Linked DNA regions of Mus musculus: all the other regions are linked to region 1. The links are chromatin contacts, called in public promoter capture Hi-C maps. All regions are on one chromosome and are shown on one strand. Each heading gives the region's core, a stretch centred on a gene start, on an enhancer-like site or on the middle of the called end of the contact. The rest is flanking DNA. Distances are from core to core; before and after follow the strand shown.

Region 1 (4,260 bases), core at 614-3,113:
GACAACACTAACAGCTTCTCTCTCTCTCTCTTGGTTTCTGGGACACTGCTTCTCTATGTAGCCTCGGCTGTTCTGGAACTTGATCTGTATACCAGGATGGCCTTCAATTCAGACAGATCTGCATGCCCCTGACCCCAAGTGTTCTAATTAAAGATGTGAGCCACCACTACCACCCAACTGACACTAACAATTTTAATCAAAATGTTTATCAACATTACTATTTCTCAACTATTATCATTCATTCAGCAATAGTTTACTAAGTGCCATATAATGTTCTAGGTATTGAGGCTTGAAATCACTACACTTTCATGGAATCACTCATAAAAAAAAAGTTAAAGACACCCACAACTGCAAAATGCTGGCCAATTATTCTTTAAACAACATATATCAAGATACCACCTGTGTGAGGTTTGTCTTTAAAACCTAAAAGGCCAGTCTTTAGCTAAGACTCATGGCACATGACTTTTTAATTTTAAGTCCAGCATTCTGGAGGCAGAGGCAGGAAGATATCTTTGCGCTGGAGGCCAGCCTAGTTTACAGAGAGAGCTACACACCAGCCAGGGTTACGTAGGAAGACAGCCAGTCTGTGATAACTGATTTTAAACACTGAGTGACTTATGGAAAGCTGTGTTTTATTGGTAGTCCAAAGTTAAGAACACCACCAAGAATACATTAGGCAGGTTAAACTGCTTAAACGTTTTCAGATTAACATATACATGTTATTTCTCAACTTAATAAAGATCAGTTCCCCTAACACCGAGGCAAACAAGCACTCAGGAGAGGATGACGTCTGGGTAAGAACGAGTCTTATCGAGGAAGTCCCTTTTCATTCCTGGTCCTACCTGAGTTCCGTGGTTCAAGAGTCACGGAACACTTTCCAAAGCCTCAATCCTACTTAACAGAGGGATCCACAAGCCGTGGGTGACCGGGTCGGTCTGAGGCAGGGTCTGTGCGTGTAAGCCCCGCCACCCTTTTATTCCTCGGCTAGGAATCCCCCAAACCGCAACCACTTTCCTCTGCGAGGTCAGCTTCCAGTTCCAGGCATTAGCGGCGCACCCCAGAGGACCCGACCCTGTCCCGAAGCTCCCTCGCCGCCAACCCCGCGTCGCCTGCTAATTTCAACGTGCATCAGGGATTCCAAGGAGGGCGGTGGAATCCGGGAAGCCGGACTCTTCCGTAGAACCCAGGCAGCTGGAAAATACCCTCCTCGGACCACCAGGAGCGCAGACGGTGGGCGGCGCTGCCCGCGGCCAGCTAGATACTCACCCCTCGCCTCAGGCAAAACCCTCAGCGACGTCTCTCCTTCCTGACAGCAGCCATCTTGGAGGTGGAATGTCGGGGAACTACGTCATTTCCCTGCGTCTCGGGACGTTAAGAAGCGGCCGGAGGGGGCGGCGAAAGTCAGGTGCCTGTCAACCAATTAGAAGAAAGTAAAGCTAAAAAAAAGAAAAAAAGTAACAAGTCAACAGTCGCCGCTCCGCCTACCCTGCGGCCTTGTGGACTGCGGCCCGTAGGGGGAGGGGAAACACTCGCACACACCCTCCCATCGCCCCACCCCCTTGGCGAAAGGGAGTTCGGGAGCAACCGAACCTGTTAACGGAACTTCGGCCCGGAGGCGGAGCCAGGGCTCCCGTCGTTCAATCACAGCGCGAGATCTAACCAATCGAGTCTTCGGATACGGCTCCGCCCCGGTTGCTGATGTCCAATGGCTGATCAGCACCCTGGCTGGCGGGCGGATGGGCGGCGGGGCGGAGCCGCGCCGAGGCGTGTTAGGTGCGGGCCAATGAACGGCGGCGGCGGCCCGTGGGCGGGGCCCAGGGGCGGGCGGAGCCGGGTTGGGCCTAGGCGGCGGGGCTGTCTCTGGCTGCCGTCCAGCCCCTCCCGTCCGGCCGCCGCCGCCACCGCCGCCGCCGCCGCCTGGGGGTTGGTTGAGGCGGACGGTGGGGTCCCGGCCGGAGTGTGGCGCCGCCGCTGCGCGAAGACGAAGCGGGCAGGTGAGTGCGGACGGCAAGCACCCGCGTGCGGCCCGCGGGCTGAGGGGACGGGGTTCCACCGCTCCTTAAGGAGGTGAGGCCGAGCGTGCGGACTCCGAGGTCCGGTGCTCGGCCGCGACCGAGTTCTCAGGGCCTGGGAGGCTGTGGGCTCCGAGGCCCGGCAGGCCCGGTCCCTGAGGGGACTGGCGAGCGTCTGCAGCTTCCCTCTTCCACCGGGACGGGGGCAGGCGGCAGGTTCAGGGCGCGGCCTGGGCGCGGCCTGGGCGCCGCCCTCGGGTACGGCCGGGGCCCGGAGTGCGCGCGGGGCGCTGGGACTGCGTGCGGCGGGCTGCAGCCTTGGTTTCCTTCCTCCGGTGGCAGGCGCACGCGGCTTGGGGCCGAGGCCCCTCTGCAGCTCTCTGTTGCCCACGGGGAGCCCGGCCCCCGCGCCTTGTCCTCCACTGCCCGCTCGCAAAGGCGGGCGTAGAAAATAGGTCAGGTTTCTTCCCACGCGCCCCTGGCCGAGGTCCACACGCGACGAGCGCGCTGCGAGAGAGAAGCGGTCCGTGCTCTCGGAGTTTGCCATTCCGATTTTCAACTCTTCCTTCTTGCGGCTGCAGCCTGGGCATGCGACTCTGCCTCTTCTCCCCGCCTGCCACTCTTGGAGAAGGAGCTGATTAGTGACGTGCGCCACTGGCTGCCGAGGGGCCTCACCCCCTCCGCGTCGTGTCGGGAGAGGACGTTGGTGCGTTTCTGGAGGGGTGCACGCGTAAAGATGACTCGGGACATGCTGTAATCCATTTCTAAACGAAAACGGTGTTGTTACCGAAGTAAACACATTTGAACAGGATGTTGACAGCCATCTTGCCTTTGCAGACCCTTAGAAGATTGAGGTTTTACTGATAGATGTAACAGAACTGCATCCAGGAAGGCTGAGGCAGGGAATCCGGAGTTTCAGGCCTGCCAGAGCTACATAGGGAGACCCTTTCAAAAAACACACAAAAACTAAAACCAGACTTGGACACTGAAAGTGTGGGTTTTTCATATGTGATACTGTTCCCATTTCCCTTTCAAAGGCGATGCTGAGGGTGTTTTTAAAATGAGTTTTAAACAGTGATAGTCTTGGGGAGTTTTAAGTGAACGCACCCTTAAAATACAGCAGTATAAAAGGACATTTCCTCCCCAAGTTAAAAAGTTTGTCTAGACTCACTGGAACCTACAGTGTGTATGTAGGCTCCTACCTGTAGAGGCTCACTTTATAGATGGGTCTCTGGGGCGCCATGATTGATATTTTGGTGGAATTCCAGCCATTTGGGAAGGAGTTTTTCTAGGGCTTAAGAAAACAGTTTGCAAAACCAAGTTCTGAAAAGCTACAGAAAAAAAGAACATCTTACTGGGACTCTAAACAACCTTGGTCTTTATTGCCCCTACCTTCTTTTTACCGTGCGTTCCTTTCTCTTTTGAGATATTACTAATATCTGGATATGCAACTCTAGTTCCCTTGGAGGGAAGTAGTTGCTATTTCTCCCTCCTTTTTCACTGTGCAAACATCTCAGTGGAGCTATGCTGGACTTGAAGATCCAAACATTGTGCTGATGTGGGTTCTAGCAATGAGGGTTTCTGTTCCTTTTCTGTTTATAAATGTCCAGTAAAATTCTCACTGAAATGCTGTTAGCTGGGCCTTGTGGCATAGCTAACATTAGCCCTTGCTACTCAGGGGCCTGAGGCAGGAGGATCTTAGGTTTAAAGCTAGCCTAGACTGTGTGAGAGACCCTGACTGGCTGGGGATCTAGCTCAGTGTTAGAGTGTTTGCTTATTGTGTGAGAAGGCCTGAATTCCATCTTCAGTACAAACATATCATTGTCATTGACTATCTTTTTTATGTGATGCATATTTAGGCCAAATTTAAAGATGATTAAACCATTTCTTTAGAAGCCATGTGATTATAAGACAATGAGGAGGCAATATTCAGTTTTTTATTGTTATTGTTCCATAGGTCAACCACTAGAAAACTGTTTCTATGTTCAGCACTGTGGTGAACAGTCAGTAACCTAAATCTTGATCACCTAAAAGAGAATGTTAAAGATGACTGTGCTCAACATAGTTGCACCAGGAACACATAGAGTAGGTTTGCTTGTAGTAAATCTAGGAGAGTCCCCAGTCCACAGAGGTTGTCCTTATCCCCACCCTTAACTGCTTCAGACCTTATATGCAGTGGGGAAGTATTTGCATCTAACTTGCACACTAACCTCTCTCAAGGTTTGAGTTGTCTGTATATTGCTTCCAG
Region 2 (4,260 bases), core at 774-3,273, 2.7 Mb before region 1:
AAACAACAACAACCCTAAATAAAACAAACCACCACCTAATTTCTTCTTCTGATTCTACCACACTCCCTGTCCCTAACGTCCATTCTTATTAATATAACCATCTCCTAATTTGTTCTTCACCTTTCTAAATTCAAGATCATTGTTGTCGTCTGCTTTCTTCCTCCTCTCCACTAAGTGCCAGCAGCTATTTTGTTTAAATTAGAGGCTACTATGAATGGACTCCGAGCTCTTCAACCCCAAAAGATAACTTCCCTAAGAAAAACTGAAAACCAACCCAATAAGAACCAGTCTTCCATTGAAAAAGACAATGTGGCTACATCAAAACAACTGCTTAGGGCTCTCGGAGAGGTAGCTCAGCCTGTAACACAGGGTATCCCTTCCAGAGGACCAGAGTTCAATTCCCAGCACCCACATGGCAGCTAACTTCCAGGGCATCTGATACCCTCTTCTGACCTCAGTAGGCACTTCACACACGTGGGTACACAAAAACACATGGAGGCAAGACATCCATTCACATAAAACACGATTTTTAAAAGTTACGGGGTGGGGGGGGGGAGTGAACCCCTGAAGGACTTTATTTCATTTTACCCATCCATGATTCCCAAACCAGACGGGATTCTCAGGTTTGAAATCTCAAGAGCTAGACTCCAACCTTCCTGAGGGAGTGACTAGGTGTGAAGTGTAAGCATACACCCCTAGGGCCTGGCCCAGCAACTGGCATGAGGGAAGTCTAGTAAACACTCAATGAATGAACAAACACGGGCTGTAAGTCAGGTTGCAAAAACAAACAAAATGATCACAGGTATATCAGCATTACAGCTGGGTGCGAGTAGGTACAAAAAGTGTAACAGCTTCGAAGACAAGGACTCTCTGGCGATAAGAGACTAGAGCAACTTCATACCTAGGACCTGATTTCCCACAACTCCCTGCTCCAAAAGTTTTCAAAACCTTGGCTGCAAATGATCATTCCAGTCAACGACAAAACGATACACCTCACATGCTGCCAACAAATGGAACAGAAAAATACCTGAATATCGGTGAGAAAGAAAGGAAGCACAAAGGGTAGGAAAGAAAAGTAAAGACGGAGATGGAAAGAAATGGGAAACCAGAGACTTAAGGGACTAGAGGAAAAAGCAGCGAAGCCCACAGAGCCGTGTGGGTGACAGCAGAGACTAACCTTGATCATATTCAGTCAGACCCTGGACGGTCGGCTGTGCATGCATGCACTGACCCATTTAATCCTCCACTATCCCAAGATAAAAACTTATCATTTTACGGATGACGAAACTGAAGCTAGGAAGTTGACACTTGCTCCAGTAAACGGGTAGGAAGGGGAAGCGCAATGACCTGACCCCGAGTCTGACCCAGGGTCACCCCATTCACTGTCCATTCCGCCTCGGGGGCCACACCGGGAGGCATTCGGTATCCATTTAACCAACCCTTACTCAACTCCTACTGGGCGGCCAAGCCAGCGGCAATGTAAGGGATCCAGCTGAGGATCGGGGGGACAGAACAGAACGCAATGTCAATCTCCAGGCTGAGGAGCCTGGAGCCGGCCGCGAGAGGGATGCAGGGTGGGGCAGGAGGGGAGGAGCGAGGGGAGCCGGGACGCCAGGGCGGCCCGGGGCGGTGTGCGAACGCTGCGACGCCCGGTGCTCTGCACAGACTCCGGCTGACAGATGCGCCGCGTGCGGCGGCTGCCAGGGGGACGGCGACGCGGCTGTGGAGACGCTGAGGGGCTGAGACAGGGGAAGGCGGCTCTGCCAGGGGGAGGAAAGGCGAGGGGCGGCGTCGGGGACGTCGGAGGCGTCCGGCACCCGCCCGCGCGCTCCCGAACTCACCTCCCGCGGCAGCCCCTCAGGACACCTCAGCCCCGCCAACCCGGAGGAGGCGGGATGGACTCCGGGCCGCAGGGGCTGCTGGGAGCCTGTTGCCTAGGCAACGGGTTAGGCCTCAGAGAGTAGCAGTGACTCCGCGGAGGGCTAGAGCGGCAGAGCCACAAGTGTGGGCGGGCCCAAGGACGGAAGTGACGTCACTTCCTCAGTTCGCAGGCGGGTTTTTGGGTCTTCTCAGGAATCTACCTGTGGGCCGCCGCATGGAAGGTGCGTGACAGTGCTGTGTTTCCCTAGTTGTGGGGGCTGCAGGTCGTGGACGTGGTCATGAGGGGTGGGAGGGTGGGTGGGGGAGGTCATGAGTCCGCGCGCGACGTGACATGCAGGGCGCGCCTGGACCTCGTGGGCTGCCGGGAGCCTTGTTCATTACGGTGTGAGTGTCGTCTGAGTGCGGTGATGTGCGTGAAGTGTCAGTGGTGTGACGCTCAGAGCATCCCTGAGCACATTGGAGCCAAGCCTGACGTGCCAGCCCCTCGGAGAACCCTTCCCTAAACTCCGGCATTCAGTAAGACGGGCCGTGGAGCTTGCAGTGTGTAATAAAGGCTGTCTCTGTCGGTTCGTGTCGCATGGGTCAGTGCGTTAGCGTATGGCTTGCTGAGTCCCGTTTTGCTTTGGTAGCTTACAAGAGGTAAGCAGCTAAACTGCTGTGCCTCTCTCTCTACCAGCTGCCCTGCGACTCACATTACTGACATCTCCCCATTTGTCTCTGAGTGTCTAGAAGTCAGAGCTGTGCTTTTGGTTCCTAAGTGGGTCCGGCAAACTTAGTCAGCCGTGATCCTCACCCTTAGGGACCCCTACCGAAGAAGGACGAATGTAATGCAGGAGGTGAGAGCAGTTCCTCCATGGAGCCCGTTTGATTCTCAATCAGCTGTGTGTGCAAGTTATGGGAGGGAACAAGACATAACTCCTACTGTGGTTGAACTCAGTCCTGCGGAGAAAATAGAATTAAGAAATAGAAGAAATTGACTCACTAGGGGATGTGATGACAGCCAACGAATAGGAGATAATATGTCTACTGCAGTGACTCGTAATGCAACCAGGGGTGGAAGTGGGGGCGGCGGCGGCGGGGGTTGGGGGGGGAGAGTCCAGGAAGACTTCTTGATGGAAATAACTGTTCAACTTGCTTCCTGTTGCCATGGTAAAATACCGTCACCAAAAAGCATCTTGGGAAGGAAAGGGTTTATTTGTCTTACCCTTCCAGGTCCCAATCCATCTATGAAGGAACTCGGTAGGAACCCAAGCAGAACCAGAGGCAGGAGCCATGAAGAATAGCTGCTTACTGGCTTGCTTTTTCCTAGGATTTTCTTCTCCGTGTATAATACCTACATTTATGTAAACGTACCATGTGTCAGCTGTATCCACAGGGGCCAGAAGAGGACATGGTATCTTCTGGAATAGGAATCTCAGCTGATTGTAAGCCTCTTTTGGGTGCTAGGTCCGCAGAGCCATCTCCAGCCCCTCAGATCGTTTCTTACACAGCCCAGGACCAATTGCCCAAGGGCTGCGGCACCACAGAGAGTTAGGCCCTTGTACATCATTCACCATGCAGACATCCTCACGAACAGTTGTTACACTGTGGTTCTCTCTTCCCAGGTTGACCAAGTTAACCACAAAAGTAACCAGGACAATGACTTCCCTTTTTGCATTTAACTATTGCAAATATATTTATTGCAACTTACAGATAAGTTAGCAATTATATACAAGTAGAATTTTAGCTATAAATTCTGGTTGCGTTTAAATTTGGAAGTCAGAAGAAGAGAGTCTCAAAATAGTATAGTCTCCTAAAGAAGGTTTTGTTAAATTACAGAAAAATAAAACTGGAAGCTGAAGATTTTTTGGCTCGGTTCTAGAGCATTGGAATTTAGATCTCCACATGACACTGGGCAGCTCTCAAACACCTGTAACTCCAGCTCCAGGCCACCAGTCACCCTTCTGGCCTCAGCAGCCACTCCCACACATTCACACACATAAAAACAGATCTTTAAAAATGAAATCTGCCCCGGAAGCTCTTAGGGAGTAGCACTAATGGGTGTGAGTTTGTTGGAGGACATGTCACAGTGGGTGGGCTTTAAGGTTTCAGATAGTCAAGCCAGACCCAATGTCTCTTTCTGCTGCCTGCTGAACTAATTGTAGAACTCTCAGCTAACTTCTCCAGCACCAGGTCTGCCTGCCATGCTTCCCACCATTAGGATAATCGATTATACCTGTGAACTGTAAGCCAGCCCCAATTAAATGTTGTCCTTTATAAGGGTTGCTATGGTCCTTGGCATCTCTTTACAGCAATAAAACCCTAACAACAAAAAAAATAGGGGGGCAGAGGCAGGTGGATTTCTGAGTTCGAGGCCAGCCTGGTCTACAGAGTGAGTTC
Region 3 (4,260 bases), core at 1,244-3,743, 2.7 Mb before region 1:
TATGTTTCCTTCTAGTAGAACTTTTTGTGTTGCCCTGTGTTCTGTTGTTTAGCTTTCTACATGAGAGTCGTTGGCCTGAGTGGATTTCGTTGAGTTCCTTTTTTTGGACGGTCAAATGCACGAGACCAGAGAGCAGCTGTGCTGTTTTTGTCTGTTTGTTGGCTCTTAGCCGGAGATGCCTTCAAGGGCTTCTTGCTACAGTCTGGGTTGGCTGTTCTCTATGCCTGCTGCCCAGCTCATCTTCCCAGCCTTCCCCATCCTGTGCTGGATCCCTCTCCCGGCAGCCCCAGGGGTTTGTCTCCCTCACTTTGGACGTCCATCATCCATGGTGACTCCTGGGAAGTGATGAGATCTCCTTTCGTGTGTGACCCCATTTTTGCCTCTGCCCCCACCACACCAATAACTGGGGAATTCTAGAAGAGAATTAGAAGCAATTGGAAGGCCACACTCCTCTTTTATGGCCAGTGAAATATTCAATGTCATGCCCCCTGTGCTTCTGTGAGTCTATCCCAAAGTTATCACATTGGGATAGACTCACATATCCCAAAGATATCACATTTGGGATAGACTCACAGAATGTGAGTCTATCCCAAAGTTATCACATAGCCTACGATTTAAGAAAGACAGTTTGCAGCAGGGGCAGTGGTGGTGTCCCCCTGCTTCTGTATCAAAAGATCTGGTGGAAAGAGTCACCTGACAGGAAAGCTGGAGTGGCAAAGGATAAAAGCATTTTCCAAAGTCTATGTAGCTGGAACTATGTAACCCAGGCTGGCCTTGAACTCGCAGAGATCGGCCTGCCTCCACCCATAGCCCCAAGCCACAGTGCTGGGACTAATAGCAGGAATGTGTGACAACCCCCTTTTCTCTGTGTCTCTTGCTTTTTCCAGACGCCTGAGTTGATTCTCCTGGCCTTCTTCACTAAGGCTCCATGACTCTAAGCTTGTCCTTCCTCTCCCCTCTGCAGCGGCTGGTGATCGAGCTCAGTCACTGAGTTCTAGCTTTTATCTTCCTCTTCACATTTTTAAATTTTGACATAGAGCTCTGGAACACACAGTCACAGGAAGGCAGAACATTTTCCATAGAGAAACCGAAGTCCTGCTTGTGAATTCTGGGCTTGGGGTGAGATGGAGAAACAGAAAACAAATAGGGAAATGAAAATAATTTAAATGTTTCACTCCCAATGTGTGCATATGAAAACTGTTAGACAAAAAAAAAAAAAGAAAGAAAAATAGACAAACAGAAGGGCTTTTCAGATGTTACTTCTATTTTTCTATTTATTTATTTGTTTATTTATTATGTATTTATTTACTTATTATATTACAGTAAGTACACTGTAGCTGTCCTCAGATACTCCAGAAGAGGGCATCAGATTTCGTTATGGATGGTTGTGAGCCACCATGTGGTTGCTGGGGTTTGAACTCAGGACCTTTGGAAGATCAGTTGGTGCTCTTAACCACTGAGTCATCTCGCCAGCCCCAGATGTTACTTCTAATTTGCTAAAACACATCAGTTGTTCCAGGGGCCAGTTTGAAACACACCCTCCATAAAATATGTACACGTTGAAACCCTTTGCGCCCAACTTCTTCTGGGCACAGAAACACAGGGAGTCAGAAGCCATGGGCTGGTGTCTGGGTTCAGTGATCCACCAGGAGGTGCCCCTGACAAAGCTCTTTATCATCTTGGGACTCCAACAACAGGATATATGGTTTCTATTGCCCAAGTCAGCAAAAACACTTCTCCCATCTGCCTGTTTAACTGGGTCAAAGGGTAAAGTTTGTCCTGAATCCTCAATGCTTAAAATCAGGCTTGCCCCTAGACAGATAAGAATGATACAGAGGTGACAGGTGCTGATTCCCCTGGCTTTTGGACAAACATTTATTAAGCACTTGCAGTGTGACAGACCCTGTCAAGCCTTAGGCAAAAGCCCCTAGGAATTGGGTGGGGCACCAGGGACATCTCATTTAGTCTTCACTGCGACCACTTGGGTAAGGATTTTTCTTTTTCTTTCTTTCTTTATTGAATTTAAATGCAGTTTATTTTTAGACAACCCACATGACTTTTTTTTCCCCTTTTTTTCTTTTTGAATTTAAATGCATGGGGTGAGAATTTTTCAACCTCACTTTACAGTAACAAGAATTTAGGGATCTCGTCTAGGTCGCTTTTCATTATATCTCCAATGCGTGCAACACTACTTTTAGCAAAGTAAATGTTTGTTGAATTAAGCAGTAAAACTTACAAATTACACAGCAGTAGCTATCAGGCTGCTTTGATGCTCAACTGTAGGTGTTGTCAAGAACAGGCTCCAACTAGTGTTACAGGCAGTTAAAGCTCAAGGAAATTGTTCTCGTCTGGTTCAACATCGTTACATTCTCGGGAGAGCTGGGAAGAGTCAGTCCCACCAAGGTCGCCTACTCACTAGGTAAGAAATTATACTTAAATTTAAAGCGGCGAGAGGTTGCGTAGCGACCGAACCGAGGCGGCAGGCTGCACCGCGCATGCGTGAACGGGCCAGCGGTTTTTAAACCCTCTCCTTTGCGCATGCGTATACGCATGTCTCCGGAACGCCCCTCCCTCCTAAGGGTCTGGCGGTTGCTAAGGCGACAGGAATACAATATGGCGGCCGGATCCTAACGCTCCCCAGCCAGGGACCACCGCGAAGGTCCTCGAGCCGGAAGCCACCTCTGGAAGGGAGAAGGCCGGTACCACAGTCTCCTCTTTTCTTTTCGGTCCGGGGCCGTCCAGGGGCTGACGGCGTCATCCGCGTTCAGGATGAAGAGTGAGTGGGGCCGGAGAAGGGCTGAGGGTCCCCGGGGCCTGCGGGGCGGCGCCGCAGGTACCCGGGGCTAGGCAGCGGGTTCTGCTGGAGTTTGAGGAGTTGTGTCATTTCGTTCATTCACTCGCTCATTCGTTCGTTCGTTCGTTCGTTCGTTTGTCGGATCGCATCTGAAATCTCAAGACATTGGCCGTCGGCTCTGAGCGCTCACACGGTGGCTCCCCGCCCCTGCGGGACGGCGGCTTAAACCGCGTTCGAGAGGGACGCTGGGCCGCCTATCTTACTTTCTGAGTTAAACAGTTGTGGTTCTGAAAGCATCCTTTTAGCGGAATGTAAAACGGTTGCTTAGAAGTTGGGAGATGAGGCAGTCTTTCTAGAAAATAGAAGGACTGGAAAACTGGACTTAGTGCCGGGTTTGTGGGTAACCTGGAGTCCAAATGCGACTAGACAAGTCGGTTTTGTTGGGACCGCTGTTTGATTTTCATAGATATACGGTTATGATTGCCTGTGATAGTGTAGCCAGAAGTGTAGTCTCTTACCGTGATTAGATTGTGTTCTCTGTAGTTACAATATCAAATTGACACTACATTTTAATTGCAGTGCAGTAATTTCTATGTACCATAAATGACATAACATTTAAAAAATAAGTCATCTCATTCACCCTTCAGTCTTGTGTCACTGTGTCACTCCCTTTAAGGAAGATTAATGTGGTCTTGAGGGGAGTGACGGGCGCATTCATTCCCCTCACTTAGAGGCAGAGGCAGTTGAATTTCCATGAGTTTGAGGCCAGCCTGATCAGTATAACAAATTTCAGGATAGCCAAGCCTACTAGACAGAAACTGTCTCAAAAAAAAAACAAAAAAAAACAAAAACAAAATCTGATGCAGTAGCATGCACCTGCAATCCCAGCATGCCTATGGTGAGATGGGAGCAGAGATAAGAGATTCCCAAAGAGCTCGAAGTTCAGGCATATGCAGTGCTAAACACCACAGACACTACTACAGGTGTTCCTCTCACCCCAGCTATGGTATCTTCTCTCTCCCTCCACACCCTTCTCTCTAGTATTCTCTCTCTCACCACAGATCCTATAGACACACTTAAAGAGGAGAAAAACAAAAACAAAAAAAAATTTAAGAAAAGTTAAAAAATAGACACATCATAAAATGCAAATTATATATGCAAAATATTAATTTAAAAAAATTTAAGTTTTATATATATATATATATATATATATATATATATATAGAGAGAGAGAGAGAGAGAGAGAGAGAGAGAGACAAGGCTAGCCTCAAACTCAGAAATCTGCCTGCCCCTGCATCCCAAGTGCTGGGATTAAATGCATGCGCCACCACCGCCCGGCTCATTTTGGTTTTTCAAGACAGGGTTTCCCTTTGTAGCCAAAGCTACCCTAGAACTAGCTCTGTGGACCAGGCTGGCCTAGAATTCAGAGATTAGCCTGTTTCTGCCTCTCAAGTGCTGGAATTAAA
Region 4 (4,260 bases), core at 1,223-3,722, 2.6 Mb before region 1:
AGAAGATTGGGTGCTCTTACACGCTGAGCCATCTCACCAGCCCCCGAATTTAACTTTTAAGCATACTGTATTTTTACATCATCATTATTTCTGTTTGGTTTTTCGAATTGCGAGTGTTTTTTGTCCTAGCTGGCCTGAAACTCTATAGAGGGCAGGCTGGTCTTGAACTCACAGAGATCCACCTGTCAAGGTACATGCTATCATACACACCTGGTTTGATTTTTTTTTTTTCCTTATGAGAGGACCCCACCATATAGCCCATGCTTGCCTCAAAAGTGATAATTGTAGCACAGGTTGGCCCTGAACTTACCAACTATAGTCCTGGCTGGCCACAAAAATCACAATTTGAGTGCTAGGATTGCAAGTATGCACAACCATGGTAGGGTCTAATTACAATTTTTCTAAGATTTCTTTTATTTTTTAAACTTATTTGTGTAAGCTGTAAGTGGGTCTCCAGAACCCAGAAAAGGACATCCAATTCCCTGGAGCTGGGGTTACAGGTAGCTGTGAGCAGCCTAACATGGGTTTTAGGAACTGAACTGGAGTCCTCTGCAAGAACAGTACAGGTTCTTCACCGCTGAGCCTTTGCTCCAGCCCCCAAATGTAGGTGTTGATAATATAAGCTTACATTTATTTCCAGAGAAAAATCTGGTATTTCAGTCAGAGCAGGAATGTTGAGACGGCAGTTCCTCTCAATGCTTGCTTTAACTCTAATTTACATCTCCTGAGTGTGTCAGGACTCTAATGGCCATCACAGCTATTACGAATTATAACATGTGCACTGCAGCCTCCCTTTTTAAAGAAGTGCAAAGGAAAGTTTCCCAGGTATCCAAGGTCAGCCAGCAGTGAGTCAGTAACAGGGTTGGGAACTGCACTAAAACTTCAGTTCCTACTCTTCAAACCACTGGATACTTTCCCAACCCCGAGAGAGGAGAGTCAACCAGCTATTTCCAAACGCTTCGGGAGTTCACTGACAAGAATAAAGACAAGTCAGAAGATTCACCTTGGACCAAAGAAACAAGCTTACGTTTGCACACCATCATTCCTTCCCTTGTCCTCCTAACCGTACAGTGCAACATAAACAGCAGCTGACTTTGGATATAGCCATCCCTGGGAACACGTCCTCTTCAATATGGACAACGTACTTTCCCACTAACTGAACATTTATAAGTGAATCTTCCATCACCTTGTCACATTCCGTTGGAGGTGCTATGGAGTGCATACATTTCCTTACTCTCTCAATGGTCAAAAGTTAAAATAAGCAATTCTTGCCAGTGACCAAAAAATAAAAAAATAAAATAAAATAAAAGCGCCAATAAATTGCTGCTTTTAACGAGACATTTTAAAACTCGATTGCATGCGTCACAGAATTACTGTTAAGTTCTTGGCTGGTTACTTTAAAGTAGCATTTAAGGCCTATCCCTCCCTGTTTGGGACATAGCCTGACTCGTTAGACAAGATAAATCTAGGCACGCTCACACACAACACCTCTGAAGCAACTTAGCCTATTTGAAAACATAATTCCAACCTCCCTAGTCTTGAGTACTCAGCCCTCTTACACTGCAAGGGACAGAATGACCCTCTTCAAAAACCTTTCGGGAGACGGTTCCCTCCGCGGAGACAATGACAGGCGACCTCCCGGAAAGGTTTTTGGAAACAGTGCTGACACCAGGAGAAGTGTCAGTGCGGCAGCAGGTGGAGTAGCCCTGCGTGCCGAGCAGGTCCTTTCTGACCTAGTCTCCAAGTCCTCCGCCTCCCTGTCCCGGTTCCGCCTTACGGACCTTTCCAAGCCGCCTCGCGTCCCGGTTCTCTCACCCAGGGCAGGACTCTCGAGCCTCCCGGGAAGCGAGGCCACCTAAAACGGCCGCCGCACCTCTTCCGGGGACTCGCAGGCCCGCTCCCGGGCGGGATCGGAACCTGACAGACCCCGCCGGGGGAGGAGGCGACCGGCTACTCCCGGGGCATCTCCGCGACCCGGCTCCAGAGCCCCCTCCTCCCCTAGGAGGCAGCGCTGCCGCCGGCGCCTCACTCCCGAAGCCCCCTCTCCTCCGGAGCACCTCAGCGGAGTTACCGGCCCACTCAAAAGTACAAGTGCCGGCCGCCCCCACCGGTCACCCCGGCCTCGCTGTCACCGCCCAGCTCCCGGCCTCGGCCCGCGCCGCCGGCGCGCCCCCGGTGACGCCCGGGTCGGTACCTTGCGGACCCCCTTGTAGATATAGAAGTAGAGCTCCCGGCCCACATTGAAGCAGAGGCGGTCGCCGTTGCCAGACTGGTCGTTGAGGTTTACGAAGGAGACGCGGACAGGGTTGGATCCCTGCGAGTTGAAGGGCACCCGGTTGGGCCGGCTGTACTCCGAGTGCTGCAGCAGCTTGTACAGACCTTCCCGGGTGGTGAATTGGGTCTTAATCTCGTTCATCTCCTTCCCTCCTCCCTCCGTCGCCATCTTGGAAAGCAGCGTTCATCCTGCCCTAAGTGCCCGGATCACGCCCACCGCGCAGGCGCCGTCCTCGGCCGCTCGCTTTCTCCACTCCCCACCCCCTTCTCCGCGGCCCCGCCCACTGGCGAGCCAGCCCCCACGAAGGCGGGCCGAAGCGAAGGGGGCGGGCTAGTTTTTAATGGTCCAACTGCGCACGCGCGCTCACCTGGCGCGCTCCACCCGGAGGGGCGTGCGCAAGCTCCTCCCCTGGGTGCCGCCCTCCTGGTGCGGGTCGAAGCGAGCGCGCTGAGCGTTGGTGCGGGGCTCCTGTCTCGCTCTGCAGCTTCGCTGAGGGACCCGATCCCTAAGAGACGCCACCGCGTTGGCCTTGGCCAGCTGGTGGTCCCGGCAGAGCCTGAGGCGAGCAGTGAAGTCCGGTGTTTGGACGTGTATGTCCCAGCTGTCCGCGATCCTCCCTGGGAAGCTAGGGAGGACTCCGACGGTCCGCTTGGGTGCGGGGTACCGATGCCTGGTGACAAGCCCCTCTACGTCTCACAGAAGATATCGATGGATTGGGCTTTATTACAGCTCAGGGTTTGGTTTGGTTTGGTTTGGTTGGGTTGGGTTGGGTTTTGTAGGCGGGGTGGGAAGAACCGCATGAATGTACAGGACTTGTGTTTTCAAGTCTCACCTGAAACCTTCCTGGTGAGCATTGGCTTGTTCTTGAGAAAGTAGGTTCTGTCGGAACTTCTGTCTCCTGTGCCTCTTAATAAAGGTTAAGCTAATTGATTTTCTTAAAGCCTCAAACGGAACCTGAAGTTGTTTGCCAGGAGAACCATCGAGTTGTGCTGAATATCCTGTACAAAGTATTAGGTGAAGGCAAGCGCACACATTAAAGTAGGACCTAACAGTCACCATTTGATGCTTCGATTTCTGGGTGTGTGCACTGGAATACAAAGGCTTCTAAAGTGATAAACGTTAAAATAGAATTCTAGAGCGGAGAAAATGTTACACGAAGAATGACCTATCCCTGAGAAATCCTGTCTGTAGAGCGAGCCCAGTACACTGTGGGCACCTGTGCTTCCAGACAGAAGGAATGCCTGAGCCCGGAGCTGGGAGGCTGCTACCCGAGCCCACAGACCGAGACTCCAACCTCACAAAAATTAATTGTACACAAGGGGGAGTGTTCTAAAGAAGTATAAATCATAGCCATTTTATGTAGTGGGAAGCAAGTACAGACACAGTAGAAACTGTGCCAGTGATGTAATAAGGCATTTGACTAACATCCTGTAGAACTGGCAAAAGAAAAAAAAAAAAGCACTACAGTAAATCCTTTTTTTGTTGTTTTTGTTTTTGATACTGTATTTCACTAAATAGCCCTGGCTGTCCTGGAACTCAACCAGAGATTAGGCTCCAACTCAGAAATCCATCTGTCTTTAACTACCAAGTGCTGGGCTTAATGGCATGAACCACACACCCAGCTTTAAAATCCTTTTTTTTTTTTTTTTTTGGTGGTTTTTTTTTTTTTCTTTTGGTGTTTTTTTGAGTTCTGGATCAAAGGCATGTGCCACCATCACCTGACTTTAAAAGTCTTCTTAATACATCCCTAGAATGCACTTTAAATTTCATTTTGTTGTTATTTGTCTTTTCCTATGAATGCAAATTTGTCTTTTCCATAAAATGCAAATATGGATCACAACTCTTAAAAATACTAGGGGGTGTTCAGTGGATAATCCCAAGCTCCCATAGCTATGCTATTTTGTACCAAAAACATGTTTATAATGGTCATCTTGAAGGATAAATAACAGCCTGAATTATCTAAAAAGAATTCAGTTTGAATTTCT
Region 5 (4,260 bases), core at 860-3,359, 2.4 Mb before region 1:
ATAAACACAGAAGAGTTATTTCAGTCTCAGACAGTCAAATTCCTTAGTCAACTTTCAAAAGTGCAAGTCATTATGGAACCTTGCTGGGATGCTGGATCATCCCTTGCTGAATAGACACTTGTTCCATTCCACCCTTGATACAAGACGGACAGATATGAGGAGAACAAATTACTAATGACAGAGCAAAGAGAAAAACTTGGGGATTTTTTTTCGTAAAGAGAAATCATGACTCATGGTTTTTGTGTTTTTATATTGAAATCACTAATTTCAATACACAAACTGTGCAACAAAGAATATAAAAGAATTAGCTAGGGCCAAACTACTCAAAATCGTTAAAAACATAGGTTAAAAATGTATTTTAATAAAATGTATTTTCACATACCCCGCAAAAGAGCAAGTAGGGATCAAAGGGCTCACAGGGCCCTGCTGGGGCAGGGTTCCAGATGACTTTCATTTCAGATATGTTTCAAATTTTCTACAGTTACATGGTCTTTTGGACAAAAATAGATTTCCACGCAGGAATAAATACAAACTCCAATGTAAAGGAAACCATCTTCAGTCACACTAACACTAGCCAGGCACTAATAGCATCCTAATGCTTTAGACATTGTGTGTAGATTGAAGAAAAATATTCTGCTATCTTCTAACTGCAGGCCCAAACCAAGGCTGTGTGAACATTTTGTAATTAAGAATAGCCTTAAAGCGATACAAACTATCGAAAGGACAGCCACTCTGGTTTTCTAACGGAACCACACAGCCTTTGGAACTCTAGGGAACTTGCTAGCAAATATTCTCAGTCCATCTTCAATCCCTAAGGGCTATTTTACTTTTAAACAGCACATCTGGGTTCCTAGGGAAATGCCACACCCATTCGCCAGCATGTCATACAAGTTCCCCAGATGCTACAAAGTGGTTTTAAAGCCTCAAGAAGGAAGGAGTCCTGCAAGCAAGCCCCCTATTCCAGATCAATCTAGGGATGTTGTGAGAGTCTCTGCTGGAGGACACAACGGGAACATGTCAGCTTCTTTGCCTCCTTCCCCAACTAGGTAAGCAACAGTTCTTAAGTCTTTGAAATCAGACTTAAATGTCACAGAGCTGTCATTAGGGTCATCTAAGCAACAATTTCAAGCCATGATCAGCAAAACAAGCAATTTGGACTGGAAACTGATATGCTGAGTCTAATCTCAAGGTCCTGTATTTTAGCTGGTGACCTTGGACCAGCCACGGGACTCAGTTTCCTGGTTTGTAAAACTGGGAGATACACCCACTCAACAATGATGCTGCGAGGCCAATGGAGGCCTACGCGTAGGCAGCCGCAGACAGCAGAGATGCTGGGTGACCAGGGCCTGCCCACTCCGGCTCCCGCCAACCCACCGGTCCCCGAGCCCACCCAAGGGCCAGCACCTAGGCTGTCCTAGACACACTCTTCCCAAAGCGAGCTAAGCTTGGATACGAATCGAAACCAAAAAAGCTCATGTGACTCTGGAGGCAGGGATGCGGCCCTGTGCCCAGCCGGGACCGGGAGACGCTGTCTCCACCCAACTCGGCCATCTTGAGAAGCCGCGGAGACAAAGCGACCCCACTGTGCGGGCGCTGGCGGTCCGGGCACCCTAGCTGCTCCACGCGACCGGGGAGGGGGCGCCGCGCACCTTTGAGGGTGGAGCGCTCCACCAGGACCGTGTGGACCTGCGGGTCTGACAGGAACTTGCGCATCTGCTCCAGGGCGCTCTTCTCCTCCAGCGCCGCCTCCAGCGCAGCCGGCGCGTCGCCGCCGTCCTCCAGCAGCAGCGGCACCAGCTTACGCAGGTGCTTCTGCAGCACCGCCACGTCCGCCACATTCTGCACCGCCGACACCTCCAGGCCGGCCGAGCCGTCCTCGCCGCCGCCCGGCTCCGACATGGCGGATCCACGGAAGGGAGAGAGATAGAAAGAGAGAGAGCGAGAGCCGAGAGGAGCGGCCTCCGGCACGAGAGAGCAGTGAGCGAGGGGAACCGGCGACAGGAGACGCTCTGCCCGCTAACCCGCGGCCGACTGCGGACAGCGGAGCCGGCTCCGCCCTAAAGGCCGCCGCTCCCGCCGGCCCCGCCCCGCCCGCTGGCTGCAGCCACCGGCGCCCGCTCGCGGTCGGCGTCGCGACGTTACGCATGCGACTGGAGGCGGGGCTATGTGCGGCGCCGCGTGGCCTTTTGGGACTTGTAGTCGGAGGGCAGGGCGGGACCCATTACTCTGCGCAAAAGTGGTCCAGGAACCGCGTCTGTCTTCATTGCCAGGTGGCAGAGAATATCACAGAGCCAGCCCCTCAGGCTTCATAAATAGTGTTTTAAGGATGCATTGACGAGAATTGACATTTAGTGAGAGTTCATCCTCTGCCCGACATTGCTATTAATAACCTGAGTTCTCCCGTTGAATGAATGGAGTCTGGAGTCCCAACTGCCCAGTCGTTATTAGATACACATTGGGAAGATGAGGACGTTTTTTCAGAGGAGATGAGGGGCATGCCCACAATGACTTCGCTAAACTGGATAGGGAGAGAGTGGAAGGGAGATGATTTTAGCTGAGGAACTGGCGTCTGAGGAAGGGAAGGTTAGGTATGGGTGGAGCAGCAACTGCAGTGCAGTCTAACGGTAGGCTAAAAGAAACCTGGATAGTAGGAACATCAAGCTACGATGGGACCTGGCTTCTGAACACAGTGTCATTTACCAAGCGAGGGTGATGTAAGAGAAGGACGCATGAGTGAATCCACTGACAACGGTAAGCTCCCCATACCTGCAGCACCCACCGCTCTGTGGGTTCGGGAATCTGGATCGGCAGGAGGCAGGGGCTCAGATTGCTCCTAAGTTTCCCTGCATCTGACCCATCACCCCTCCTCCCATACACGGAGGACAAGAAGGGCAGAATCTCTTTGCTTACTTTCTTAGGGTTAGTAACTGGCCTTTGAAAGTTCAGGTCATAACTTGCCTGTTCAATTGGGTAGAGGGAACTAAGCCAAAATGATCTTTAAAAATATAATAATGCCGAGTTAGAAAGCTGAGTCCTGATTGGTGGGATGATGGTGGTATGACTTGATTCTCCCAAATCATCTTTGGAATACGGGAAGCCCTACAATATGCTTATTCCTTGCACAATTGTCCTGTGCCAGGTCCCAGAGGCTGCTGATGGAGGCCCGAAGATTCTTCTAGAAGCCAGACAGAGAGAGAGACAGAGAGACAGAGAGAGAGAAAACAGATAAATATCCCCATTCTCCCTCCATCAGCCCACCCTGGTGTAATGTGTCATAAATAATCTTGCAGAGGTGAGAGGACAGACCCAAAGCTACTGTGGTGAATTGCTACTGTGGAATTGCTGGCGTACTGGCAGTGATCAATACTGAATGTCCACCTGACACTAGGTGCTGTGTTAGTGTTTCCCTCTGCCTATCCTGCAGAGATAGGAACAAGGACAAAAGACCGGAGATTCTGAAACCTGCAGGGACTTAGTGGGTGTGGGGCTGATTGCACACTGGCTGCACTGTGAGTCAGCACCTGGGAAATGCAGTCATTCAGTTATCCGAGGACTCACTCATCTGCAACCTGGCTCCACGCCAGGGGACAGATAGCAGGCTCAGACTTTGGATTATTATCATTCCAAAGAAGACAGAAATGATTTGTTTACAAGGATTTACAAGTGGATCAAACCTGTGTGCTTTTTCAATAAACATTCTGTTTTTGTTTTTTAATATAGTAAGAACAGACCTGCTGCACACAGGCTGCTGAGATTTCTAAGGGCACCATCCTAGAGGCTGGCCAGGCTGAGACAGGGCTAACGAGGAAGCTGAGCTTGGCTGAAGATGCCCTTCTGCTTCGTGGCATAGGACGCAGCCAATCTTGGGTGGGGACCCGGCCTTTCTAGTCTCCTGTCTGTGAAAGCATCTGCTTTCAAGTGTTGAGAGGAGCTGGGAAGAGCATTTCTTTCCTGATGAGGGATGCTGGTGGCGGCTAGAGTACATACAACTTTGTCATAAATTTGTGATACACTGTGTAGAGGTCTTGCGCATTCCCAACATCTCTTTAAAATACCATATGACGTGCTGTTGAGATACCGTGTCAGGCTCATTCTCTGTATTCTGCCCCCTCTCTCAAGCCCTAGAGAGCACACAATCTCTCAGTGGGACCACTGTCAAACCAGCACCTCCAGGCTGTGTTTCCAAATACCCCTTCTCTGAATTCCATATTGGACTTTTGTTTTTCAAGGTCTTGTCATGTAGCCCTGATTGGCCTGGTA
Region 6 (4,260 bases), core at 1,001-3,500, 2.3 Mb after region 1:
TCCCCAGGAGCTTGGCTTGGGACCACAGCAGGTGGCTTCTGCTTTGAGGACTCTTTGGCATTCCAACTTCAGGACCCAGGAACTGGGTCTTCAGGGCTCGTTTAAAACGAGTCCTAGGTTTGAATCCTATCTCCCGAGGCCCCCCGGATGATGCCCTTAGATAAACCATTGGCTGTCTCTAAATCCTTAGGTCCCGTGCGGTGACCCAATCCCCACTGGGTTGTTTCGAGAAGTGAAAGGGAACGTTGCAGAGAGCTGGAATCATGCCTGGCAGAGCCAGGTGCCCTGCTCTGTCCTGTCATTAACAACTGGCTCGGATAGAAGGTATAGACCTTGGAAGATCTTCTCCCCATACCTCTTTCTATCTACAATGGCGTCTCTTTCACAGGTTTATTGGCAGAATACCAAGAGATCATCCATGTAAGACACTGGCATGTCTAGGATGTGAAGTCCTAGGCACTGGCACATTCCCTGCTACACAGGAAGCTCTTGTTTTTGTTTTTTGTTTTTTTTTAAATTAACTTATTTATTTTATGTTAGAGTACACTGTCGCTGTCTTCAGACATACCAGAAGAGGGCAGCAGATCTTGTTACAGATGGCTGTGAGCCACCATGTGGTTGCTGGGAATTGAACTCAGGACCTCTGGAAGAGCAGTTAGTGCTCTTAACTGCTGAGCCGTCTCTCCAGCTCAGGAAGCTCTTTGTGACAGAACTTAGTCCAACCGCCATGTGGTTCCTACAGACATGTATAGCTCCCCAGGTTCCCACCCACGGAAAGTACCAAAACTCAGCCAGACTGCTTTGAGAGCAGGGAGGATATAACCCAGCCTGAGATATCTCAACCATTCCAGAAGAGACAATGGTCTTAGGTGAAGCCTGAAGACCAGTGCTGGGCAGAGGAGTTGGAAGAGGAGAGGAGTCTGTACACTCAGAAGGGAGCAGCCAAGGAGCTGAGCAGGCCACCCGTGGCCTGGGGTGCTCAGCCTACACTCTGCTCAAGCCTGGCACCTGAGCTTAGATCTAGATGGCGCAGCAGAAGCCAAGTCCCGCTAACATCAGGCGCTCTCTTCCCTGCCTACCTGTTGGTCCTTCTGGTGCAGAGGCTGAGTGCAGTGAGCACAAGTAGGTAGCCTAAGAAGCATGACTGGCAGCTGTCAGGCCAAGCTGCTAGGCAAAAGCCCCACAAGGCCCGGATGACCAATCTTAATCGGGGCTCAGGCCAGGGCCCCACAACTGCTGAGTGGCGTAGTTGTATGGGGGCAGGGGAGAAGGCACACACATTCTTGCCCTGATGAGCTGAGGACACTGGGTATGGAGATATGAATATCTACAGTCCTTCCCTAGCAATGGTTCTCAAGGACCTGTCCTCATTTCTCCTCTTCCTGACAGCCCTGCTCCTGTCCCGCCCCCAGCCCACTGCCTCCCGACAGAGCTACGTATTGTTCACCACATACCCTCCCCTTGAGCCTTCAGTAGAAGCTGTAATTAGAACCAGACAGACAAGCACCACCAGGAACCCCGAGCTTCCCCCACTCCGGCTGGGTGGATGTCTCTATGTCTTCTGTTCAGGCGGTGAGCTGCCACACTCGGAAAGGGGATGGGCACTGTCCTCTGGTCAAGCTCCTGCATGTGGCGTATACACACACACACACACACACACACACACACACACACACACACACCCCGAGCATGAAGATTTGGGAACCACTAAGGTGAATGTGGGCCTGCAAAAATGGAAACCCCTCAAAAGCAGGTCAGAAAAAAAACCAGCAGGAAGCAGTCTGAGCGAGGAGAGACAGAGATGTTAGACACCAAGCTGGCGTCGGGTAGGCATGGAAGTCTCAGCATTCACCAATGATAAGTGCCAAGGACTAAAAGACTTCCCTATGGGCTAGAGAGATGGCTCAGTGTGAAGGCATTTGCCATCAGACCCAGTGGCCCGAGTTCAATCCCCACATGGTAGAGAGAATTAACTCTCAAGTGATGCTCTCTGACCTCCACATGTGCAAGAGCTACCTCTCGCACAGCACAACGTTTGTTGTTTTTTGTTTAAAAAAAAAGTCCTGAGGGAGAACTCTATAGGTGTGGGTCCTACTGAGCGGGTTACTCGATCCCCACAGGTACAACATACTGTTCCCTCATGTACCTTTGTTGGTCAGGACAGAGGTGTCAATAGCATCTCTCTAGAATAGGGTGTGGCCAGATGGCCCAGGAAGAGTGGCCCAGTGTCCAGTCTGCAATTGGGCTTGTGCTCCAGCTCACCCTGCTGACAGGACCTTAGGCTGGGATCATCTATCCATCCTTGGGCACTGCTGTGTGTGCCCTTCGTTTTCTCGTGGCTTCTAAGAACACTGAGTGAGCCTGGTCCTGGTTGGGCTGTAGTGACCACACCCCAGCTCCTAGTAGCTGTTTTCACAGCCTCTAGCAGGAACCCATCACTGTATTCCCATCACCTCCCTGCCCTAGATGGCCCTGCTGTGTGAGGCTCAAAACCCTATTACCAAAATGAGCCAGCTCCCCGCAGCTTCCCAAGGCTTCCCACACTTGGCATGAGCCTGGAGCCAAGCCGCTCTGAACAGCTCTTACCAAACCACCACACTTTTACATGGGACTCAAGCCGAGCCTCCAGAAACTCTACTGTCCCTGTTCCTCTACAGTCCCACGCTCCTGCCTTCCCCCCCGCAAATGCTGCCCCACCTCAGGACTTGCAAACTCCTCCAGAGGCACGGTTCTCCATCCATGTGCAGTTCGTGTTGACCATCCTTCTCTAGGAACTTCATTGTAAAGAGACAAAGGCAGCGGCTGGATTGGCTCACCTCGCAGAGCCAAGACTTCTCCACCAGTGAAACAGCTCACCCACATGAGAAGCCTGTTCTTTGGAACAGCTCCAACTCGGTCTCTACCCACCACTTCTGACCAGAGTTGTCCTAACTACTGTGGTGTCATTTGGAGTAGTTCCCGTGCCCAGCATCAGCAAGTTCTTTCCTTGCTGCAGAGATGCCAGTACATGGAAAGGAACCACTGAGGGATGAAGGACTCCTCACAGGAGGTATGACTGCGCTCACTGGAATTGCAAGCTTCAGCCCTGCCAGTCACTGCTGTTGAACTCCAGAATCTCACCGTCACCCTGAGTTCTCTGCATCCCCTGGGGTCCAGACAGCCCCGCTAAGGGCTTTCTCCAAGGTCTAATGCCAGTCTCCATATGGTTATCCTAAACTAAGGAGGCACACCCAAGATATCCATCCTCCAGTTGCTACTAGTCAACAGCTGATGACATCAGGAAAAACATACAACGTACACAGGACCATGGGTGGTTTCTATTTTACTTCTCTGGTTTACAAACGTGTGTGCTATTTGTGGGCACGTGTGTTTTGTGTACCAGCGCCTTCTCTCCTTGCTCCATGTGGGCCCTGACTTCAGGCTGCCAAGCTCGAAGGCCTTACCTGGAGAACCAGCTCACTGACCTACGATCCTTGTCCTGTTTGTCTGGGATTTTTCAAACACTTTTACTATTTAACCCAGGCTGGCCTCAAAATTGACACCTACTGGCCTCTGCTGGGACCACAGGTGTGCACCATCACACCTGGGAAGTTCTTCGCTTTTCAAGTATTAAAATGATAGGTGCATATTACCTCCATATTCAGGACAAAAATCAGCAGTAACAGACTCAAGAGCACCAAATTTGTTTAAAAGCAACTCACCTAGTAACAAGTTTGCCAACTTTATAGGGGACATATTGAAACTACCCCAAAATTCATGTTTAGGTGCTGGTGAGTGTTTATTTATTCACTGACTCACCTCCCCAGAACATTTCTAAGATGCAAATCCTCTCCAAGTGAACTGGTTTATACTGGCTTACTCCAGATTGGCCAAGGCCTCAAATTTCTAGAATTAATATAGTAGTACTACTGAGGTCTCTCCACAGCCATTCCAGACCTGCCCTCCCGATTTCTCACCCACCCACCCCATCACCCATAATGTAACATTTTAAGGGCATTCACATATCAGAAACACATTGAAACATTGTAAGGCTAGATGTAAAGTCAGTACCCCAGCCTTCCAAGAAAAAGAGCCACTGCTCTTTGTGAAGTCTGTTCTCATCTCTAAGTGCGCACACCCCTAACGTCACCATCTTCCCGTCATCAGACCTACATCTTGACACCTAATTGACAGTCTACAAATGCAGCTACCAGTGGTAATTTTGGAGGACTGTTCCCAGTGCCAGCCCTCAGCAGAGGCAGGCAGGCCCAACGTCTCCTC
Region 7 (4,260 bases), core at 619-3,118, 2.3 Mb before region 1:
GGAAAGGCGTCACGATCCACTGTTCAGAAAGGGCAGGCAAAGACTGGCACAGCCGATCCTATCTACTGGTATTTCAGGAACCTTTTGGATTTCTGCTTTCAGCTCTAGGGAGGGCAACAGATTTGCTGGGATGAACCACCTGCTGCAGAGGAGGGAGGCACAGAACACACCAAATTGAGGGGGGGGGGAAGACAACCTGGAGCTAAAATAACCCCTGCAGATTATCTTCAGGGCAGAATTTAACTCATTCTAATGAAGCTTTCGGGAAGAAGAGGCCGAACAGCCACAAATTAGAAATGTCTGTGGTAAAATCTCAACGATCCGGCTCTGGAGAGGGGAGACTTAAGGAGCAGCTTCCAGGTGCCCTGAAATTAAAGCCTGAGCCTCTTCGCTTGGGCACTCTAGTTCCAAGACAATGAGATACAAAACAAAGCCAAAAAAGGGGGGTCAAGGGGCCTGCCCTGAAAATCCCCCAAGGGCACAACTCTATTAAGGATCACAGATTCCACCAAATGACCCAAGGGATCATTCCAGATATTCTTGAAATAAGCCAAAGCCAGGAAGCAAGAAAAGTCAGGATTCACCAAAGAGGATGGAGGAGCTTGTGGGAAAGGAAATAGAAGACTGTTTAAAAAAAAAAAAAAAAGTACCCAAATTAGAGCCACCAAAACACATCCACACTTAGTTGAAAAGGACCAGACATCAGCAGAAGAGAAGCTTGCCCAGGACACCAGTTCGAGGCTGCAGCAAGGAAAGCAAGGACCGTGGAAGTCACTGAGAGAGCCAGAGACACAGAAAAGGAACGAGGGGGCAGACCCTAAAGCTAGAGACTCCATTTAAGACCAGTTCACTGGGAGGGCTTGAGCTCTGTTAGAAGCCACAAAACTGTTTTTAAAATGTCAGTTTCGCTGTGCACACTTTAATAAAAGAGTGGGGGGGGGGATAAGTAACTCATAAGAAAAGACTTCAGAAACACTTTGGTTTGTAGAGCCTCCGTGTTAGACCCTAGATTAAAGGCTGATCAAGAATAACAATGAGCTTGTCCAGAGGTTACCTCTGTTTCTGCTGTATCTTGTCCTTCTTTTGGACCTTTTCCACTTTTCACCGGTTTTGGTGGTTCCTGGGAATCATCACAAAACAAAAACAAAAAAACAAAAACAAACAACAACAAAAAACCATTAGTGTTCTCAATATTTGGACCGCTAAGCATCAGCTCAAATGCAGTTTCTAAATTGATACATATCACTGAGAGCTTCTGATGGCTTTAATATGTCAGCAGCAAACTACATCATATTGAGTATATTCACAATACCAGCAGCCTTCAAATTCCGTTTCTCTTCATGTCTGTGTTGGGGGGCGGGGGAGGGAGGTGAAAACTCCAGGTAGGGACACGTAACCCCAGCTCTCGGCCCATCCCTTTCTCCCCTCCCACCCTTAAACCTCACAAGTGAGGGTTTCTGGGGCGAGTCCGGAACGCTCCAGCACCCCAGCCCCCGCCACGCAGAGCACTGCACGGAGCATCAGCCGCCACCCAGAGCGACCGCGGCACCTCAGCGCCACCTCAGAGCCTGAGCGGCCTCCCCAGCTCCATGCAATCCTGCCAGCGCCCTGGGCCCGCCCGCGAGCCTGGACGACCTGCCGCCCCGCCCCTACCCGCCGACGCGGGGACCCCAGACCCGGTCCCGGAGCCCCCGGCCCCGACTCACTTTCTCCTTCTTGTTTTTATTCGGCATGGCTGGTGCGGGCCGCCGCCGCCGCCCCTGCCTCCGCCCGCCGCCACTGCCGCTGCAGCAGCAGAAGCGCCCCCGGCCCGGCCGTCGCGCCGCCCCGGCCGCCGCCGCCGCCGCTGCAGCCGCCGCCCGGGGACTGAGTCGCTCGTCCGCTCTCGCTTCCCCTTTTCCAGGCTCCCAGAGGCTGCGGCAGCCGCGGCGGCGGCGGCGGCGGCGGCAGCGGCGGCGGCGTCTCTCCGCCCCTCTCCCGGCAGGCCCCGCCCCCGCCCCAGGCCCCGCCCCGCGCCGGCCCCACGCTGCCCTCTCCCCGCCTCGCCGCCCTCAACGACGCCACGCCATTGGCCGACACGGCCCCACGTGCCCTAACGCTCCGCAGCGTCGCCCCGCCCACTGCGCGGCCTGTCCCCACCCCCTCGGTGCGGACCGGCTCGTGTGCCGGGCTGTGAAGGTTTTGGTGGAGCCATCAGGGAGGGAGCTACTGGGGAGAGGGAGGCGTGTGCGGACAACGGAGGTGATAAAGTCACGGCCGCTGAGCCGGGACGGGGAGGAGAGCAAAGGACAGTGAGGAGCGGGAATGCACATGTGAGATGTATGGCGACTATTCTGTAGCCTTCCAGGCACGAAAAACTCTACCCCATAAGCCTGGTAGCGGTGACGCTCGTGCAGTGCGGAGGAGACCCGGGACCGCGCGAGCGGCGGTTTCCTTGGGCCATTAGGCCCCGCCCACGAAGGCAATGCTGCTGGCTCCGGGGTACGCTCCGCCCACCGCACGCCTCAGAGGCGGGGCTCGCCTCAGCCCCGCCTATAGAGTCCACGCCTCTCCTTTCGTCCCCGCCCACGCGAGCAAAGGAACTCTCCCCAGAGCAGACTCTGCCCACGGCGGTCCAAGTGTAGACTGCCTAGTTCCCCTGTGGTCCTGCACGCCGAAATTTCTCTGTTCCAGACTCACCCGCAAGGCAACCGGCTTCCCCAATGTAGGCACCGCCCACCTTACGTCTTAGGGATTGGATCCACCTAGGCCGAGCCCATCAGCTGCTCACTCTGAGACTCTACCTGCACACTGCCACCCATCGCCCCGGCCCACCAGGGAGGTAGTCAGATCAGTGTAGGCTTTTTTTCCGAGCCCATTACGTCTGAGCAGCCCTGCGTCTTTGTTATTCTTTAATTACCAGTGGTCGTTAGCCTGTGAGAAAACTGCATGAAGACCAGGGATCACTTGATTCTCTCACTTCTCTAGTAGCTCTTTATGAGGGAAGAAGCTAATTCGCTACTTATACAGTCCTGTTTTTGGAGTTGTCAGTGTCTGACATCCTATGCTAAGGGGGAGCACTCAGAAGGAAGACTGTAGGAGTGAACTGTTTCGAGTGCAGGAGACTTCAGGCGCTCACTCATGATTTAGGAGGTGCCTTCGTCATAAGCTTTGAGCCTGCTAGACAAACGCTGGAGACTTCAGCTACGTACCCAGGCCAAGGCACTGAAAAATCGATGTATCTTAACCCTTGGTTTTTGTTTGTTTTTGTTTTAACTCTTGTAAATGCCAAGCAAAGCATTTTTGGTTGTTCTCACCCAAGCTCTGTGGGGGTTAAAAAAAGAGAGATTTATCAAAACCCAGAGGTGCTGTAGGAGGTTCTGAGAGTAAGTTGTGTCTGCTGGTGTCTGAATGTTCACCAAAATAAAACTAATCTGCAGATAATCGTGACAGACTGGAATGGGTATTTTTACAGAATGGGTATATGACAGAATCTTAAGTGGATTAATACTTTCCTTGAAACAAATAATTAAAAAAAATACCACGAGTTACTTTGAAATTTTAAAATTAGGCGCTATCAATGTAGTAAGCATGGTACAAATTTAAATCAGGAAAGAGTAAGTAGATCTGAAGTTACTGCGTTTTGGCCATGGAACAAGGAGGAGTCTGGGCTTTCAAGGAAATACGCTGATTTCATGAAATACGCCGGTATCATGGCATGACCCAGGATTGCACATCCTTGATCCATTTGACAGACATTTGCTGGACATCCATGATGTTCAGTACAGCACAAAGAGCCCCTTAGTGAGCAAGGTGTCTGTCTCCCTTGTTCCCTGAGAAGTCACATGCCTGGATGGGAACAAGAAGCCCTGTGCCATCCTGCAGGATGGGTGGCAAGTCCGAAGGAAAGGGGTGGAGATGGTCTAATTCAGGGACAGGATAACGGGAGGTGCAAGATGTTTCCTTGTGGCTGGAGAGGAAAGGGGAAGGACAGTTCCTGAACTAAGGCGAATGGCTTGACGGGAGCTGGGCTGGTCTTTCAGCACAGTGAAGGCTGCAGGAGTATGTGTAGCTGGATGCTGACATGTCCTGGCTGTTGTACAACAGTGTCCATGAGATGGAAACATTCTGTCCTTCAGGGAAGCTCCTTAAACAGGAAAGTAAACAGCACCATAGCTTCAGAAAGTGCCCGAAGCTGACCAGATTCTCTAGGCCCCTCCCTGCTGGATAGCCAATAAAGGCTGAGAGCCTCCCTCAGAGGTAGGAAGCCGGGAAGAAGAC

Evidence for each region. Promoter capture Hi-C pulls out the DNA fragments that hold promoters and counts their contacts.
Region 2: a promoter capture Hi-C map of pre-B cells shows a contact between it and region 1, with 3 times the contacts expected there. The contact joins the promoter of Cinp here to the promoter of Setd3 in region 1. A contact is called at or near these places in 1 of 39 promoter capture datasets (pre-B cells) and 2 of 484 Hi-C or Micro-C datasets (B cells and CD8 T cells).
Region 3: a promoter capture Hi-C map of pre-B cells shows a contact between it and region 1, with 8 times the contacts expected there. The contact joins the promoter of 4921507G05Rik here to the promoter of Setd3 in region 1. A contact is called at or near these places in 4 of 39 promoter capture datasets (cranial neural crest, liver, neutrophils and 1 more), 3 of 484 Hi-C or Micro-C datasets (B cells, CD4 T cells and the G1E-ER4 cell line), 1 of 115 datasets of contacts at active chromatin or transcription factors (astrocytes) and 1 of 9 other capture datasets (liver).
Region 4: a contact with region 1 is called in a promoter capture Hi-C map of pre-B cells, with 5 times the contacts expected there. The contact joins the promoter of Wdr20 here to the promoter of Setd3 in region 1. A contact is called at or near these places in 1 of 39 promoter capture datasets (pre-B cells) and 1 of 484 Hi-C or Micro-C datasets (uterus).
Region 5: a contact with region 1 is called in a promoter capture Hi-C map of pre-B cells, with 8 times the contacts expected there. The contact joins the promoter of Dync1h1 here to the promoter of Setd3 in region 1. A contact is called at or near these places in 4 of 39 promoter capture datasets (erythroid cells, liver, neutrophils and 1 more), 6 of 484 Hi-C or Micro-C datasets (CD4 T cells, CD8 T cells, erythroblasts and 3 more), 2 of 115 datasets of contacts at active chromatin or transcription factors (astrocytes and extraembryonic endoderm stem cells) and 2 of 9 other capture datasets (adipose tissue and liver).
Region 6: a promoter capture Hi-C map of embryonic stem cells shows a contact between it and region 1, with 7 times the contacts expected there. The contact joins the enhancer-like site here to the promoter of Setd3 in region 1. A contact is called at or near these places in 16 of 39 promoter capture datasets (the 3T3-L1 cell line, 3T3-L1-derived adipocytes, the C10 cell line and 10 more), 1 of 15 datasets of contacts at CTCF or cohesin (large pre-B cells), 8 of 115 datasets of contacts at active chromatin or transcription factors (astrocytes, embryonic basal ganglia, embryonic forebrain and 5 more) and 1 of 9 other capture datasets (embryonic stem cells).
Region 7: a promoter capture Hi-C map of pre-B cells shows a contact between it and region 1, with 6 times the contacts expected there. The contact joins the promoter of Ppp2r5c here to the promoter of Setd3 in region 1. A contact is called at or near these places in 5 of 39 promoter capture datasets (the C10 cell line, erythroid cells, liver and 2 more), 1 of 484 Hi-C or Micro-C datasets (CD4 T cells) and 1 of 9 other capture datasets (liver).

Annotation. Positions count from the first base shown.
Region 1 is chr12:108,176,887-108,181,146 of GRCm38.p6, reverse strand. It overlaps Setd3 (SET domain containing 3), which reads left to right and starts at 1,863. Exons shown (of 13, transcript NM_028262.3): 1 at 1,863-1,994. Ccnk (cyclin K) reads right to left here and starts at 1,409. Exons shown (of 12, transcript NM_009832.2): 1 at 1,267-1,409.
Region 2 is chr12:110,886,908-110,891,167 of GRCm38.p6, reverse strand. Cinp (cyclin-dependent kinase 2 interacting protein) reads left to right here and starts at 2,023. Exons shown (of 5, transcript NM_026048.4): 1 at 2,023-2,102. The coding sequence starts at 2,096. It overlaps Tecpr2 (tectonin beta-propeller repeat containing 2), which reads right to left and starts at 1,904. Exons shown (of 20, transcript NM_001289510.1): 1 at 1,842-1,904.
Region 3 is chr12:110,839,262-110,843,521 of GRCm38.p6, reverse strand. 4921507G05Rik (RIKEN cDNA 4921507G05 gene) reads right to left here and starts at 2,493. Exons shown (of 2, transcript NR_152102.1): 1 at 2,237-2,493; 2 at 1-1,113. It overlaps Mok (MOK protein kinase), which reads left to right and starts at 2,583. Exons shown (of 12, transcript NM_011973.2): 1 at 2,583-2,776. The coding sequence starts at 2,770.
Region 4 is chr12:110,736,212-110,740,471 of GRCm38.p6, reverse strand. Wdr20 (WD repeat domain 20) reads right to left here and starts at 2,472. Exons shown (of 3, transcript NM_027149.4): 1 at 2,195-2,472. The coding sequence starts at 2,443.
Region 5 is chr12:110,599,244-110,603,503 of GRCm38.p6, reverse strand. Dync1h1 (dynein cytoplasmic 1 heavy chain 1) reads right to left here and starts at 2,109. Exons shown (of 77, transcript NM_030238.2): 1 at 1,650-2,109. The coding sequence starts at 1,899. Gm35558 (a long non-coding RNA gene) reads left to right here. Exons shown (of 2, transcript XR_381950.4): 1 at 1-2,751; 2 at 3,140-4,260.
Region 6 is chr12:105,846,526-105,850,785 of GRCm38.p6, reverse strand. No RefSeq gene overlaps it. Among named protein-coding and RNA genes, the nearest start is that of Gm19554, 51 kb to the left of the region's middle. Within about 2 kb of position 2,250, at least 23 of the 459 cell types and tissues checked have an H3K27ac peak or open chromatin away from gene starts, as enhancers often do. A contact at or near this core is called in second pharyngeal arch cranial neural crest, where this site is marked.
Region 7 is chr12:110,444,832-110,449,091 of GRCm38.p6, reverse strand. Ppp2r5c (protein phosphatase 2, regulatory subunit B', gamma) reads right to left here and starts at 1,868. Exons shown (of 16, transcript NM_001373949.1): 1 at 1,707-1,868; 2 at 1,055-1,120. The coding sequence starts at 1,733.